2 separate regions of the Sus scrofa genome follow, and region 1 is linked to region 2. A link is a contact called in public HiChIP or PLAC-seq data. All regions are on one chromosome and are shown on one strand. Each heading gives the region's core, a stretch centred on a gene start, on an enhancer-like site or on the middle of the called end of the contact. The rest is flanking DNA. Distances are from core to core; before and after follow the strand shown. Region 1 overlaps LOC110260246 (a long non-coding RNA gene). Region 2 has its middle 68 kb from the start of ASF1A.

The links. HiChIP or PLAC-seq counts read pairs in DNA pulled down with a chosen protein or histone mark.
Region 1: an H3K27ac HiChIP or PLAC-seq map of skeletal muscle shows a contact between it and region 2. The contact joins two enhancer-like sites. A contact is called at or near these places in 10 of 47 Hi-C or Micro-C datasets (embryonic fibroblasts, fetal heart ventricle, liver and 5 more) and 2 of 2 datasets of contacts at active chromatin or transcription factors (alveolar macrophages and skeletal muscle).

What each region holds. Positions count from the first base shown.
Region 1 is chr1:43,371,485-43,379,075 of Sscrofa11.1, reverse strand. LOC110260246 (a long non-coding RNA gene) reads right to left here. Exons shown (of 2, transcript XR_002343179.1): 2 at 1-1,892. Among named protein-coding and RNA genes, the nearest start is that of CEP85L, 17 kb to the left of the region's middle. Within about 2 kb of position 3,120, at least 13 of the 83 cell types and tissues checked have an H3K27ac peak or open chromatin away from gene starts, as enhancers often do. A contact at or near this core is called in omental adipose tissue and skeletal muscle, where this site is marked.
Region 2 is chr1:43,279,724-43,287,302 of Sscrofa11.1, reverse strand. No RefSeq gene overlaps it. Among named protein-coding and RNA genes, the nearest start is that of ASF1A, 68 kb to the right of the region's middle. Within about 2 kb of position 2,117, at least 39 of the 83 cell types and tissues checked have an H3K27ac peak or open chromatin away from gene starts, as enhancers often do. A contact at or near this core is called in omental adipose tissue and skeletal muscle, where this site is marked.

The DNA.
Region 1 (7,591 bases), core at 1,871-4,370, 91 kb before region 2:
TATGTTGCTGCAAGCTGCAGCATAGGTCACAGGTATGGCTCAGAACTGGTGTTTCTGTGCCTGTGGAGTAGGCCACAGCGTGCCTCCCATTCGACCCCCCTAGCCCAGAAACTTCCAAATGCTGCAGGTGTGGCTATAAAAGGGGGAAAAAAGTTCCTACTAAGTGGGTAACACAAATGCCAGTGTCCTTAGGTTCTTTAACTGACTCTAGGGGCTTTGGGGTTTTGTTGGTTTGTTTGTTTAGATCAGAATAAAATAAAAGTGCTTAATTGTCATCTCGCACATTGGTGATAAATCTGGGGATCTTTCCCACTTCTCCAGGTTTCTTTTCCCTACCTCACATTCTATTTTCCTACCCGGGCCAAATTCTTCATCTCTTCTCCTCATCTCTCTTGTGTTTTCGTTCCCTTCTCCTGTACCCAAAACACATCACCCACATATGATTGCTTACATAACACACATCTACCTATATTCTGGTGAAAGGGTAAGGGACACTCCACTGTGGTGCCCAGTAACTGCTCAACATTGAATATGAAGACTCTTGTCCCAAAGAGGGCCCCAGATTTTTGGCTATTTTGCTGGATTTCTCTCCTTCCTGGGCTTGGTGCTTTCATCTCAAGCTCTGGGGAATGCTCAAAATTCTTTATTCACCATGCACAGTGATTTAGTTCTCTCTCTGGGGCTTCCTTCTTCATATCCAAAGCAGGCTCATCAAGGTATTTTCCTAAATTAGAGTCTTTGGAATCTGAAGGCTGTAGTCGTCTTTAGTTTTAAATAGAATTTCCCCCACCACTATGTTATTATCTACATTTTACACAAGATGAAACAAGTTTAGTGAAATTAAATGATTACCCAAGAAAAAGGGCTAAAGTATGCATTAAAAGCCTGGCTTGCCTTACTCAAAGCTTATGCTCCTTCCTCTAAACGAGGATGAAAGCCAATACTTACTGAATGTTTACAACATGCCTGGCTCTGTTCCAAGAGCTTTAGGGGCTTCAATTCATTAAATGCTCACATTTACTCATATCTACTTTACAGGTAGAGAGAGAGCAAGTAACTTGCCCAAAGTCACAAAGCAAACAAATGGAACGGCCAGGATTAGAACCCAGATTGTCAGTCTCTGTGGTTCCCATCATCAGCTATCGTTTTCCACCAGCCTCCTGCTCTAGCTCCTTGCAGTTCTGTCAGTGGCTGGAAATGGGGGCAGATGCTGGATGACAGTCCAATCTGTACCCTGAAAATGACATCAGTGTGTTTTAGAAATTCAAGTTTTCTGAAGCTGTGACAACACAGGGGCATCGCTGGGGTCTGAAGGTACAGACTAGATTTGCTCAGTGACAAACTGAGTTATAAACTTTATAAATGCTGCTTTTGAAAATAATAATGTGATTCGGTCTCTTCTTGTTTGCCGCGTTGCTGCAAATTCACTTAATTCATTTAGTCAGTCGTTCAAGATTTATCAAGGGTCCTCTGTACCTCAGGTCCTGTTAGGCACTGAGCAACCAAAGACAAATTCTTCAGTTCCAGGCTCGGTCCTACAGTAGTCCAGAATCTTATGGGGAACTTGTTGTCCAGAACATGCTGTAATATGACTCATTCATCAAATAGTTACACATTTGATGATATTTTAATCCACAGGGAGTCATATTTCAGATCAATGCATGAAAGAGATGTCTAAGAATTACTCCTTGGAGGAAAGAAAAATGGCTCTCTCTCCAGTGGTAGCAAACCTCCAACATAGGAAGTGGACCAGCAGAACCAAGATGACTGCCTGGCCAGGATTCTGTAAAGAGTGTCCAAAGATACATACAATGCCTTGAAAAGTTCTCATCCTGGAGTCCATGGTGCATATTCTGAATGTTAGGACATTTATAACAGTAGGAGTATGGAGTCTACACAGAAACATAAAAAGGCAAGTTAAAGGGTAAGATTATGGTGAGCATTTTTTCCAGTAGTGGTCTAGGGGAACTGATGCTAAGATTCCAGATTTCCCTGCCCAATTCTTCAGAGAAAAAAATTATTAGCATGAAGAGGGTCATTAAACTGGGTCACCATTGCTTATGGAACTATTCCTTAAGAATAGAGAACTTGCTTCGATTTATTTTATGGTCAGAGTTCTGATCTAAAGTTTGATTTCCTGAGTGGACATGACCATCAGGGCAAGATGCCCCATAGAGATGACCACTAGCAATTCTTTGGAAAGGAACATCTCTTCACTTTAAATTATTAAAGTGGACATTTTCGTTTAGAGCTGAATCTTAAATGTGAACTAAGTCAGTGGTTTTCAAGCTGTACTCGTAGGGCCTCATTTGCAAACAGTGAAAGTTTTAAATTTCATGTGAAAATTGTGTGTTGCTTTGTGTCTGGTTTATGCAGTGGAGATTTGCGATTGGGTTTCATTCAGGGGGTAAAAAGAGTCCCGTTGCAAAAAGTGACTATCTCGTAGATTTTGGTCCATTTCTCTATTCCTAAGGAACTGAGGCCCAGAGACATTAAAGGATTCACTAAATCTTAAAACCACGTCACCACCCCCTGCCCAGTCCACCATGCAGACCTTCTACTTTCTGTCCACGAGCCACTGTGAGTTTGGAGAGCATGACAGTTACACGGGCCGATGTGAGTGGGTACACTATACATTCCCAGTACTAGCACAGCTAAGAAGAAGGCTCTAAATGGGAAGGTTCTACTAAAATACTGACCAGCCAGCTACCATTTATTGTTTATATAATAATCTAATATATAATCTAATTATAGATAATGATATATAAATATATAATTAGTTTCTATAAAATTTAATTATATATAATAATCTAATATATAATCTACTTATGCTACTTAACCTAATTTGAACCTCACAGTAGTCTGCTGAGATGGGCAGAGCAAATATCTCCCCAGCCCCCATGCTTAATTTTGCAAAAGGTAAAACTGTCTCAAATATATTGATTTTTCTCAAGGAAACCTATTAGTAGATTTTTTTTTTTTAAAGCCCCAAATTCTAGTCTTCTTTCAGAAAGACAAAGCTCAGTTCCTTTTATATCCTGATTAATCCACCTAGTACGAATCTGCAGCGCCTATGTGGACGGGAGACCAATGATGTCATTAAGTAGAACAGCTTCCAAAACTGACAGGCATAAAAATGGAGGACAATGTTTAGATGCCAAACTATGAGCCGTGGACATCTGCTGATCTTTATAGTTATTGCAAGGAGACTCACAGTGTCCTGAAATATCCTTATCTGTACTCTGAATAAGGTGGCTTGTATTGATATGTATGCCTGTTCTTCAAATGAATGTATATGCTGTTTTATGCAGTAAGGTATGATTTTAATTAAAAGTATTATTGAATTCATAACCATGTGCTTTGTCCTAACGTATTGTCTCAATCAAATACTACTAAAACTACAATTATGTGGGGTTCTGTGAAATTCTTTCATGTTAAAAAAATGGGATCATATTTGAAAAGCTGACCATCTGTTTGAGGGTAAAATAAAAGGAACAGAACAATATTAGGTAGGAAATAATTATTTAAAAACATATTTTGTATCTTCTCCTGTGTTTCTATGTTATATAGCTAAATTATTACTCTGTTTTCCATGCTGAATGGCAGCTTCTTATCTGGCTTTGTTTCTTATGTGTGGTCAGATCACTGGTTCTCAGAAAAACTACCCTCTAGCCTAGCCCTACATTCCTCCAAGATAATATCATCTACAGGGGTCAAGTTTCTTGCCAGAGGAGTCCATTCACCAAAGTAAACAAACTAGAAGTACAACCACGAAATGTTAAAGAAACTGTCAAACTTGGACAGGAATTAATAACAAATACTATCGTAACTATTAAGCGTCTCTTAAAGAAAGTAATATCCGGTCAAAGTGACCTACAGAATTGGAACAGTAAGCAGAACACAGAAAGGGCCTTAAGCAACACCATCTAGGAACCCTGAGGTAATGGATCGGCTCCGTGTCTGCTGAGAACTCCGGAGAAACAGCTGTTCCCTTCTCTCAAAACAAACCCGACTCCCTTGCGTTTCAGTCTGCTTACTAGCTCAGATCTGCTTTTGAGGAGTAAGCCAAGCACTTAGCCGCTGGTGATTTACCTGAGGGAGGGCAGTAAGGAAACTTAAAAAACAAAAGTCAGCTTGAACAGGCCCTGTTTTCTATCTTTTCTCCATCTCTGGCAATCTTCCATTCAGTCCACCTACACACCCCCTCGCCCTTCCTTACATTTGATCCTTTGTGAGATGAAACATGGAGACAATGGAAAGCAACTGGGAAAGAAACTAAGCATTTCCGTCTGGAAACGTTACCTATTTTTAAATAACAACTCAGAATCTGTAAATATTTTTATTAGAAAACTCGACGGGAAAATCAATTTTTTTTTTAAGTCAGAACTAGAATTTAAGGTCTCCCTTCAGTGTACTATTAAAATTCTTTATATCTGCAGCCCATCTAGGCTTTTACTTCTGGAGATGGAAGTTTTTGTTCTTAATCCTAGATCTATCTCATGAACTAAAGTCATATAATTCCACGTAGAGCTGGGATTTGGAAGCAGAGTAGAGAGAGGAGAGTCAGCAATACAACATACAGTGTAATGTAGCAGAGCTTTGAACTGACCTACAGGCAAGTCCTGTGATCTCTCTGGACCCCAGACAACTCATCTATAAAATAAAAAGGTCATATTAGACAACCTTTAAGTTTTCTTGCTAATCCAACATTGTATGATCCTTAAAAGTCTGAATGGGAAGTGAAATGAGAAGGAGTGTAGCAAACGGAATTATGGGTGTGATTATTGGATTATTCCCAATTCTTCACTCCTTCCCTGATGTAGAATTATACAGCTTTGTAAGCTGTCAAGTGGCTCTGCTGTACCTCCTTCCAGAGTAGGCAGAGCATGTTTCCCCACCCACTTCATATTGGGCTTGGCCATGTGACTTGCTTTGGCCAGTTGAAGTTAGCAGATGTGATGTAAGCAGAAGCTTTAAACATGCCTGTCTTTAGCTTTGTAAATCTACAGAAACTTTGCTTCTGCAATCTACTAGCTAGCCACTGATTCGAGAACGAGGAGATGTGGAGCTGACCAAACTTTGAGCAAGAAAACAAGAATTTGCTCTTTTAAGCCCCCCCCCCAATTAGTGGTTGGTTGTTATGCAGCACTATTGTGGAAATCTGACGAATACATAGACTTCTTGCTCTTTGACTTTTTTGGTGCATTTTATCCAACAATATGCCCAACTGATCTGAAAATATCTTCAAGGCTGTTGAGCTGCATTAGAAGCATCTAGGCATTTTAAGTTGACCATAGAAATGTTCTCCTCATTATGACCATTGTTAGCACTAAAAAGACTACACAACTTAAAATTCGTTTACTGAACTTTTGTGTAAAGAACTGTGTGTTCCCAACCTCTATTGAGAAATGATTTCTATGAAACTGTGCTGTGTTGATTGTAAGGATGGTGGTCATTATAATTTACAGTGAAATCTTTGTGACAGTCTTTTAGAAAAATTTCTTCCTGGTTTAAGTAGCTGGAGAAATTATATTTATTCCAAGCAATTTATTTGTTTGACTCTTTGGACACTAGTTCTATAACTGGTTGTGAGCCTTTGTGGTATTGCTTGCAAAAGTCAGAGCCAAATATATAGCCTTCTACAAGGAAGTACATGTAGGTGATCTTGCAGCATACATTTTGTTCACTAACCTCTTTCCTGGTTTCATCTTTTTTTCCTATACTCGTTTTCTCTTTATTTTCCTTCTAATTTATTATTGATATTGTATTAGGTATTATTATATTGTATGTGTTTATGTAGCCACCTTAAATCCCTTTTGGGATAAAATCAAGAATATAATGAAAGAAACTATTGTTAATAATAAAAATACTCATTGCAATTAGTACAATGGAGATAAAAGTATAATTACACCATTGATCCATCAACTCTTTTGTGGTTAAATCTTACTGGGATTATGGTATTTCTTTAAACCATCTCGAAGAAGATATTGCTTAAAAAGCACTGATATCCATTTGTATCATTTCAAATCCATCATCAAAATAAATGTAGGGATGAAAAACTATCTTAAAGCTGCTTGAAATTGAGAAGTTTTTTATTTACTAAGAAATCGAGGAGTTTCCGTCGTGGTGCAGTGGTTAACGAATCCGACTAGGAACCATGAGGTTGCGGGTTCGGTCCCTGCCCTTGCTCAGTGAGTTAACGATCCGGCGTTGCCGTGAGCTGTGGTGTAGGTTGCAGACACGGCTCGGATCCTGCGTTGCTGTGGCTCTGGCATAGGCCGGTGGCTACAGCTCCGATTAGACCCCTAGCCTGGGAACCTCCATATGCCGCGGGAGCAGCCCAAAGAAATAGCAAAAAGACAAAAAAAAAAAAAAAAAAGAAATCGATATTTAATTCTATTACTTTTTGAAGTGAATTTTTTTTTCCATACCCGTAGCATGTGAAATTTCCCTAGCCAGGGAAGGAACTCAAGGCACAGCAGTGACCCAAGCCACAGTAGTGACAATGCTGAACCCTTAATCTACTGAGCCAGCAGGGAACAATCTCAAGTGAATTTTTAAATATTTGGTGAGTGCCTACTATGTACATACATGATTCTAAGTGCCACTGATAATAAAAGATGAATAAGGTACTTCAAATATTTTTAAGAAGCCTGTGTGTTTTAGGCACTTCTATATCATAAAGACTTGGTTACTGTAGGTGTAATTGGGGTTCAGTATAAGAATGAAGAAAGGGGAGGCAATGTGGAAATATTATGGACCTCCAGCAGAAGCACAGTCTTGTCTCTAATTCTAGTTTATTGCTCTAAAACATCAAGAAATAAATCAGTCACCAAGGTTGAGGAGGTGGTGGTTAGAGAAGGACTAGTATAGGAAACACCAGCAAAAACAGAAAATAATCATTCAGAGTGAGGCGTATAGGAAGCTGACTCATCTGAGTCAGTAGATGGAAGCCAAGAATAATCAGTAAAGAACAGAGCCAGATCAGAAGCTGAAAGAAGGGTTCCAATGCAAGACACTGATCTAAATACACATGTGTTAACTACTATTGACTATCCAAAGGGATATAAAAGGGGGGGAAATATGAATCAGCACTTGGTATAAGTTTTAGGGGCTCTCTATTAAAGTGCTCTGTGTCTAGAGGCAAATATGAGATATAGGGCAATGAGGGAGGGACAAATACCAATCCTACCAACATCTATAGGAAGACCATTAAATGCTAGAGTCCACACAGAGCAATATCCCGTGACATCCCAGCTTACCCTTCACATACTGAGTAGAGCCACAAGAAAACAAGAATTCCGTGACACAGCGGTTAAGTCTCTGGCTTTGCCACCTCTGGCTGTAACTCTTTCCCTACTCCAACAGATACCTGGAATCCAACTTATAAAGTAGCACTGGGATAAATATTCATTTTTCCTTCTCCCATTGTCTGCACTTAATATTTGAAACAATTATGAAATTGTGAATGTCGTCCATGGAGATGAACACAATCATAAAAATAAACAAACAGATTAAAAGGATCAGTTTTAATCTATAAAAGGAGATCAACTAGGTCCCATCCATGAACAGTTAATAATACAAACAAAAA
Region 2 (7,579 bases), core at 868-3,367:
GTGTCCGGCTTAGCATTCTGTACTGCATCATCTGATCCTGATCAAAATTCACAGCCATCTTTCAGAGCAGATTAATTCATGTCAGGAACCACTGAAAGGGGTGGGGGTTGTGTCAGAAAAGGCTGAGAAGGGAAGCAGGGAGCAGGAGGCCGAGTATACTTACAGTGCATGAGGAGTGGTGAGAAGCCGGGGAAGAAGGAGAAAGACTGAACCAGTGAGCCCGGGGGTGCAAACAGTGTCTCTTTTTTTTGGGCACTATTTGAGAGATACAAGAAAAGACCAGAATTAATGTGCTTCTGATGGCTGGTCTCTGCTCTCTGGCAGCATCACCACGGGAGAATGAGCTGAGGACACTGGACACTGGAATAGCTCCTGCTTCACTGGTTTTAACCCATCTCTTCACAAAGGGCCTCAGCCTGTTCCCCAGTTTACAGCTTTTTTCTGAGAGTCCAAATGTTGTCTCTCCGTACCCACAAATTCCAACACTCATTGTGACTCTGGCTGCTCATGAAGTTGCAGAAAGGCAACCCCTATCCTCCATAGCTGCCGCAGCTATCCCAGCAAAGCCCAGGTCTCTGCTCACAGCAGAGGTCTTCATGAATGCAGACTCCTGGGGACTTTGCATTCTTGGAGGCTCCAGGTCTCCAAGATTGACTGAGGAACTAGTGTCTCAGATGCACTTCCTTCTCCCCTCAATTTTTCTTCCAGATACATATGAAAAAATTAAAAGTTCTTTCTTCTTCAGCCCAAAAAAAAAACCTCATCATGCAACTCAAATACTTGTGGTCCTAGTGTAAAACGCACATCAGAATCAAGCTGACTCAAAGTAGGACCTGGCATTAGTCAAACCTGCAACACAATGAATGGAGCTTAAGATCCTCGCCAGCAATTCAGTCCTGGACTAAATACCTGGAAGGTAACACATCTGAGCTGTCGTGTGGCTCAGGTGGGGAAACCACAACTGCCAATGACTGGTTGGCTGGGACTCCTGGGGTTCCCGTAATAGGGTTGTAATTCCTCAGTCTGATGGACTCATGGTATGAAGACATAGCTTTATGCAGCATTATTAGTTTATGTAAATAAGTCAGAAACTTTTAGCCAGAATTCAAATACCCAGGAAACTGAATTGACTATTAACAAGATTACTGACTTGCAAAAATGCATTTTGTTCTTAATGTTTGACAAATGCAATTTTTGCTCCAGTTGTTTAAGATACAGTTTCTCATGGTTGGTGAGGAAAGAAAGCTGCTTGCTCCAAATGTGCAAAGCAATGACACTTGCGTAACATGGGGCCTTAGGGCGGTGACCAGATGGTTCACTTCTGCTGACAGGCGAGATCCCTGCTAGGCTGTGGATGAAGACATGCAGGCGTTATTGGAATTTCTGTTTTACCAAAGGAGAATTAAGGAATATTTACCAAATGGGTTTTCTGTGTGCCCGTATTTACTACCAAAATTCCCGTGTGAATAAGGTCATACAATAAGCCCTTTATTTGGTATTACATTGTGCTGAGTCCTGACACTAAAACAGAATATCTGAAATAACTGTCATAATGTGTGGCCACCTTAGGCAGAGGACAGAAAGCCTGCAGCTATTTGCAGCTCCCAGCACTTCAAAACGTGCAAAAAAATGCAAGGTAAAACACATACATAGGCGTACACACATACACACCAGTGCTTTACGGGAATGGAAAAGGAAGACAGATTTCCCTCTTTAAATGATATATTCTCTAACCTTTCAGATATGTGAAAGCCAGCTTAAGCTCTGAAGAAAAGGTAAGTTTCATCTACTGGGTGATCTCTGGGATGCCCCCGGGTGATTGCAGATCCCAAATGTAATCATTGAAGTGTTGGCGTTTTTGTTCTCCTTTTCTGCGTGTTCATGGCAGAGCTCCATTGTCTATGCTCTCAGGCAGCTTGTGCTGACAGATTCCACGTGAAATCACAGAGGGCAATTCTCCGCTGCTGACGGGAACGCTGGGGTAGGGGGAGAGCGCCCTTCCGCTGGGGGTTGGGCCCTGACTCAGAGCAGGATGCCCAAGTAATTCAGTTTACCCAGACCAGCCAAGCCTCTGCGTCTGTGCTGAGAATCCAGCCTGGAGAGACTCCTCTAGGATGACACCTAGAGATGACTGAAGGAAACAACTCTGGGCGACCTCAAAGACAAAGTAAGGGTGGGTTCTGTTCTGTGTGCGCATGTGTGCGTGCGTGCGTGCCTGCACGCATGCACGTGTGGGGGCGTCTTGGGTGTGCTGTGGATGGGATGGGGAGGTGTTGCGGACGGTAAGGGAAATTGCCAACTCTTCTTGGGTGTTTGAGAAAAATCCGGTTAGGTTTCTACCTAACAGGATGCAGCATCAAAAAAGAATTTCAGATGGATTTTTTAAAAATATGTAAACAAAACCACAAAGGAATATTTTTTTCCTCTGTAAAGAGATTGTGATTACATCTGACAGAAACATTTAGGAGCACCACCAGCACCTTGTGACTGATGAGAGGTGGAAAGTAAGAGAGAGAGGTTAGGGCTGAGAACCAGATTGGGGCTCCTGTATTCTTCTCTGTGGAGACAAGATACTGCCTGCATCACCCAGCCCCACCTGCCCTAGCTGCTCCGTCACCAAACTCTCAAACAAGGCAGTCCCTGAATTCCTTACTATGACAATTACATCATCTTGCTGCAAATAATGAAAATATCTTTTGAACCAAAACTTAGGTCACAAGGTTCCTGCATGGTCTTAAAATGCGGGCAGGGCTGTGCCTCCAATGAGGGTATAATGTTCGAAAGATGGTTCAGCTTTAAGGACTCTGTGCTCCCAAGTGGGATCTGAAATGCCAGGAGCTGTTTGGTGGGGTGTCTCCCAGGTCCTCAGGTCCTTAGGAGAACCGTGTCTGACCTCATAAAGCACATAATAAAATTTATCTTGGAAAATCTTGGGACTCCATAATCTCCACATGTGGCCTCTGAAGGAATTCTTTTTCCAAAACCATGTTTAATCTCACGAAGCCCAAAGTAAGTCCTAAAAGACTTATTTCTTTCTTTTTAATTACCTAGGTAAAAAATCCCTAATGCATTTCCTTTCAATGGGCTAAAGCCCCACTTCTAGGCTTATTGGAGATTGCATGATGCAGAACATCATTGTGGGGCCCTTTGGCAGTGATGGAATCAGGAGATGCTGGGCCCCATGGCAGAGGTGCTGTGACCAGGTGCAGGCAGCGGCTTCCAGACTAGCCTACAAAGGAGCGATAATCATCTCTCCCGGTATTCTCAGGCAGTTGAGAGCTATGCTAGTTAAGAGTCCATGTGAGGTTATCGATTTTATTGCTTAAATAAATAAAATTTTAAGACATCCCTCGTAATCACTGTGTCTTCTTTGAGCTCTGTCTCCGGCTATGTCTTCTTTATTGCAGGGCGGAGGGAAATTCTCTGTGTCACTTCTACATGCCTTGTGACAAATTTTGCCCCAGACTGCTGTTTCAAGGATACTTATATTAAAAAACAGCCTCGGAGGATACGGATAGAATCTCTTTCTGGGGCAGAGGACATATTTGTTTTCTGGCAATGATAATAAAAATGTCTGTCTCCAGAACAAAGGTTGGGCAGGTTTGCTAAGAGTCCCACTATAAGATCAGAGGTCTTCTAAGCTCACAGCTCCTCGGCTTTGACCTAAACCCTCTGTGTATCCACCTGGGCCCACCTCTGCATCAGCCCCATGGGGCTTGGGGCCGAAGGGGAAGCTATGAGAACATGAGCTCATGCTGCCTGCTGTGAGTAATAAATGTCCTTTGTTGCTGACCAGGGGTCTGCATCTTGTGCCAGCATCAGTGAAGCTCTGACTGGCTAACTGAGTGCAAGCAGAGTAAAAAAATCAGACCCCTCACAATTTTTTTTTTGGTATGGAAGTTCCAGGGCCAGGGACTGAATCTGAGCTGCTGCTACGGCAACACCAGATCTTAACCTGCTGCATCACAGCAGGAACTCCTCACAATTATTGACATTATTTTATCTGGTCATCTCTTTGGGTCATCATTTGACCTGAAGCTGGGGGAAATGATAGTGAAGGTATGATAAGGACAACAAAATCAAATTAAGTAGCTAATGAGAGTTTAATGTTGCTCTCGCCGGGGTCCTGCTAGCCTCCTGGCTGTCTTGACTCCTTCCTTGCCCCCATCGAAGTGAGTACCAGGCCAGTGCATGGCTGGGCGCACTCTGAGTTCTTCAGTGTAGTGGGTGCCTCTGTGTACCAACCACTTCTCAATCCGTGATCTGGGCTTCTTGCCACAGTTTTGAAAGTTTGGAATGCTCCCTGACCTGAGGCTGAGAAGGGTTAAGAAACTTGTCCAATTCACAGAGCCTGGTAATGGAGGAAGGATTTCCATTTGTATTAATCTGGTAGCAAAGCTCATGTTCCTCCCCCCACAACCCTCTGCCACCTCAGTTACACAAATGAAGTTTCAAGGGAAAACAGAAATCGTTTAAGTGGATGTTGGCCAGTCTGCTTAACTTCCTCAAATGACTGCTACTACCCCATTTCCTGATTTGCTGCCCTATTTTATTTGACCCCTATTACTACCAATCCATAGCGGGTCCTCCTCCCTCTTCTCATTAGCATCTCTTTTTGAATGTAGAGATATTAATGGACTTTTTTTCACCACAGATTTAGAAATCTGTGTGCGGAAATGGGCTGAGAAGGATTGAGTCATGCATGATCTAAGACGACAATGACAGGAAGTATAAGATGAACTGACCCTTGACAGCAATGAGAAAGCAATCCATGACCTCAGCTTCCAGTCCTTGGGGTTTAATATGCATCCACTGGAAACCTGAGTTGGGAGCGTGCATTTCCAAGTCTTCTCCATGGGGCCTCATTTGAGGGATGGCTGCCGTCCAGCCCTGTATTTCCAGGAAATGAGCCTTTGATTCTGAATGGTCTTTGCTTTAAAGGAAAGGCATTTCGATGATTCTGGAAAGGAGAAGAACATTTGGGGAAAAAAAAAAAAAAAAAAGCTGATGAAAAGACAGAAAAATCCACAACCCACTTTCATTTTCAGTCTGCTGACACTGGCCACCGCCTGTGTATCTGCTGTGAAAGTCCCTGTGGCCTGTGAGCAGGTGGCGAACAGCCACACTTTCAAGCTCCTCTGTTTTCTTAGAATTCACCAAACTCCTCAACCCCAGGTAATGCCTTGGGGTGTGGAAGTTTTGAAAACAAAAGTGTCTTTACAAATTCATCCTCACCACCGGTTGTAATAGTATTGTATTTTCCCAGCAGAACTTGTATTCCTTGCTGCCTTCAGGATAACGCCAAGGGCAAACACACTCTAAAATGTGACAGGGTTCAATAGCTTACTGCTAATGTGAACTATCATCAGAGTTGAGACGCTGAAAATTATGTAGTGAAAAAGCCGTGTGGAGGGGGTGGGATGCAAAAGACCAGAGACTATAGGAGGAATAGAGAGATGGTTCCAAACATGGGAGATGAAAAATACTGCTGCATGGGAATAACTGGATTGATCCTAATCAATGAGACTCATGAGGAAGCCCCAGTGCAGGACAAGAAATTTGAAGTCTTTTCGGGTTTCCTGATGTGGCACAGTGGATCAAGAATTTGACTGCAGGGACTCGGGTCGCTGTGGAAGGGCAGGTTCGATCCTCGGCCTGGAAAGAGGGTTAAAGGATTAAGCGTTGCCGCAGCTGCAGCTTGGATTCAGTTCCTGGTTTGGGAACTTCCATGTGCCATGGGTGTGGCCATAAATTTTTTAAAAACTCCTTTCTTTCGACTCAGATATTTCTTCTTACTCAACTGTTCGCAGCCTGTTCAGGCCACGCAGCCTGCATTTTGACTAGTGAGGGAGTGAAATAAAGACAGCAGTGATGAGACAGGCGATGGGCCTGGGCCTGGCAGGGCGCCCAAGCCTGGCTTCTAAAATGAAAAAAGAAAAATGAATGAGTGCAGTTTTGAGTCTGTTTACCAACGGCCTCTGGCCACTTCCACAAATAGTCAAACCAACCACAGTTTACAGCCCTGTCAGCCCAGCCAGCTGTGGCCCTTGTTCTGGTTGATGTAAATCACCATCACTGCAACCCCCCCCCCCCCGCTCTGAATGACTGCCCAGCCATGCCACAGCAGAAGAGCAGATGCTCTCATTATCGCAGAGCATCGGTTTTGTGTGTACATGTGTGTCTGGTATGGGCACATGTGTGTATGTGTGTGCCCATGCACATGCTCACATGTGGCAAAAATGTAGAAGTGAGAAATAAATCATCAACCCAGTCAGATCTGCCCCCCCCTTTTCATTTTGGTTTGTGGAACAAGGTCTATTTCTTATATTTTTAAATTTGTGTTTTTTGCTTTTCTCTTGGTGTGGGAAATTCGACACAGCTCTTAAAGTAATCGTAATAATATCTTAAGACAAGGAGCAGAATGTCCTGAAAGTTGTGTCTGACCCCCTTATGACTGTGTATTTCTTTCTTTCTTTCATTTTTGTCTTTTTAGGGCCGGCATATGGAGGTTCCCAGGTTAGGGGTCAAATCGGAGCTGTAGCTGCTGGCCTACACCACAGCAACGTGGGATCCAAGCCTCATCTGTGACCTACACCACAGCTCATGGCAATGCCAGATCCTTAACACACTGAGCAAGGCCGGGGATCAAACCCATGTCCTCATGGATGCTAGTTGGGTTTGTTAACTGCTGAGCCATGATAAGAACTCCTATATTTCTACAGGAGTGTGTATCTGCCTGTGTCTCTGGGCCTAAGCAAATCTTTCTCCGCTTTTGTCTCTGCATCACGTCTTTTAAACCATCTCTTTCTATTCATCATTTCTACCTGTCTCTATTTTTGCCTCTTCCTCTCATGCTTTCTTCTTTTCCCATTCATTTACTCAAAATTAGATTGAGTGCCAACCACTGTATATTATCTCTAAGAATTACAAAATCCCTCCTTCCCCTACTCTGAATCAAGCAGCATTTTTTTTTTTTTCTTTTTATGACTGCACCTCCAGCATATGGAAGTTCCTGGGCTAGGTATCAAATCAGAACTACATCTGCCGGTCTACACCACAGCCACAGCAACATGGGATCTGAGCTACATCTACAACACTATGCCACTGCTTGGGGGCAATGATGGATTCTTAAGCCACTGAGTGAGGCAAGGGATCGAACCTGCATCCTCAAAGAGACAATGTCAGGTCCTTAACCTGCTTAGCCTCAGCAGGAACTCTGAGAATCGAGTAGCTTTTTCATGCATGCACTTCAATTGATATTTGAAAGTCAGTCTTCTTGAGGAAAAAAAAAAATGTTCTTGACCATTTCTCTGACTCTGGATGGGGTTTTCCAGAAATGTCCATGATGTTGACCCTATATGACACAGAATGTTGATGCCCTTCAAGCTAGTGAGAAGTAAGTCAGGAAAAGGGCAATCCAGACTCTCGGGTGTAGAAAAGGATGAGACAATACTTTCTGTAAAAATTAAACACTCAATTAAACTGCCTGATTTTGAACTTTTTGGAACATGAAACACATGGCTCTAGAAAGCATGGAGCAGGAACTGAAAATGTGACAACATTCGAAGTTTGAATTTTT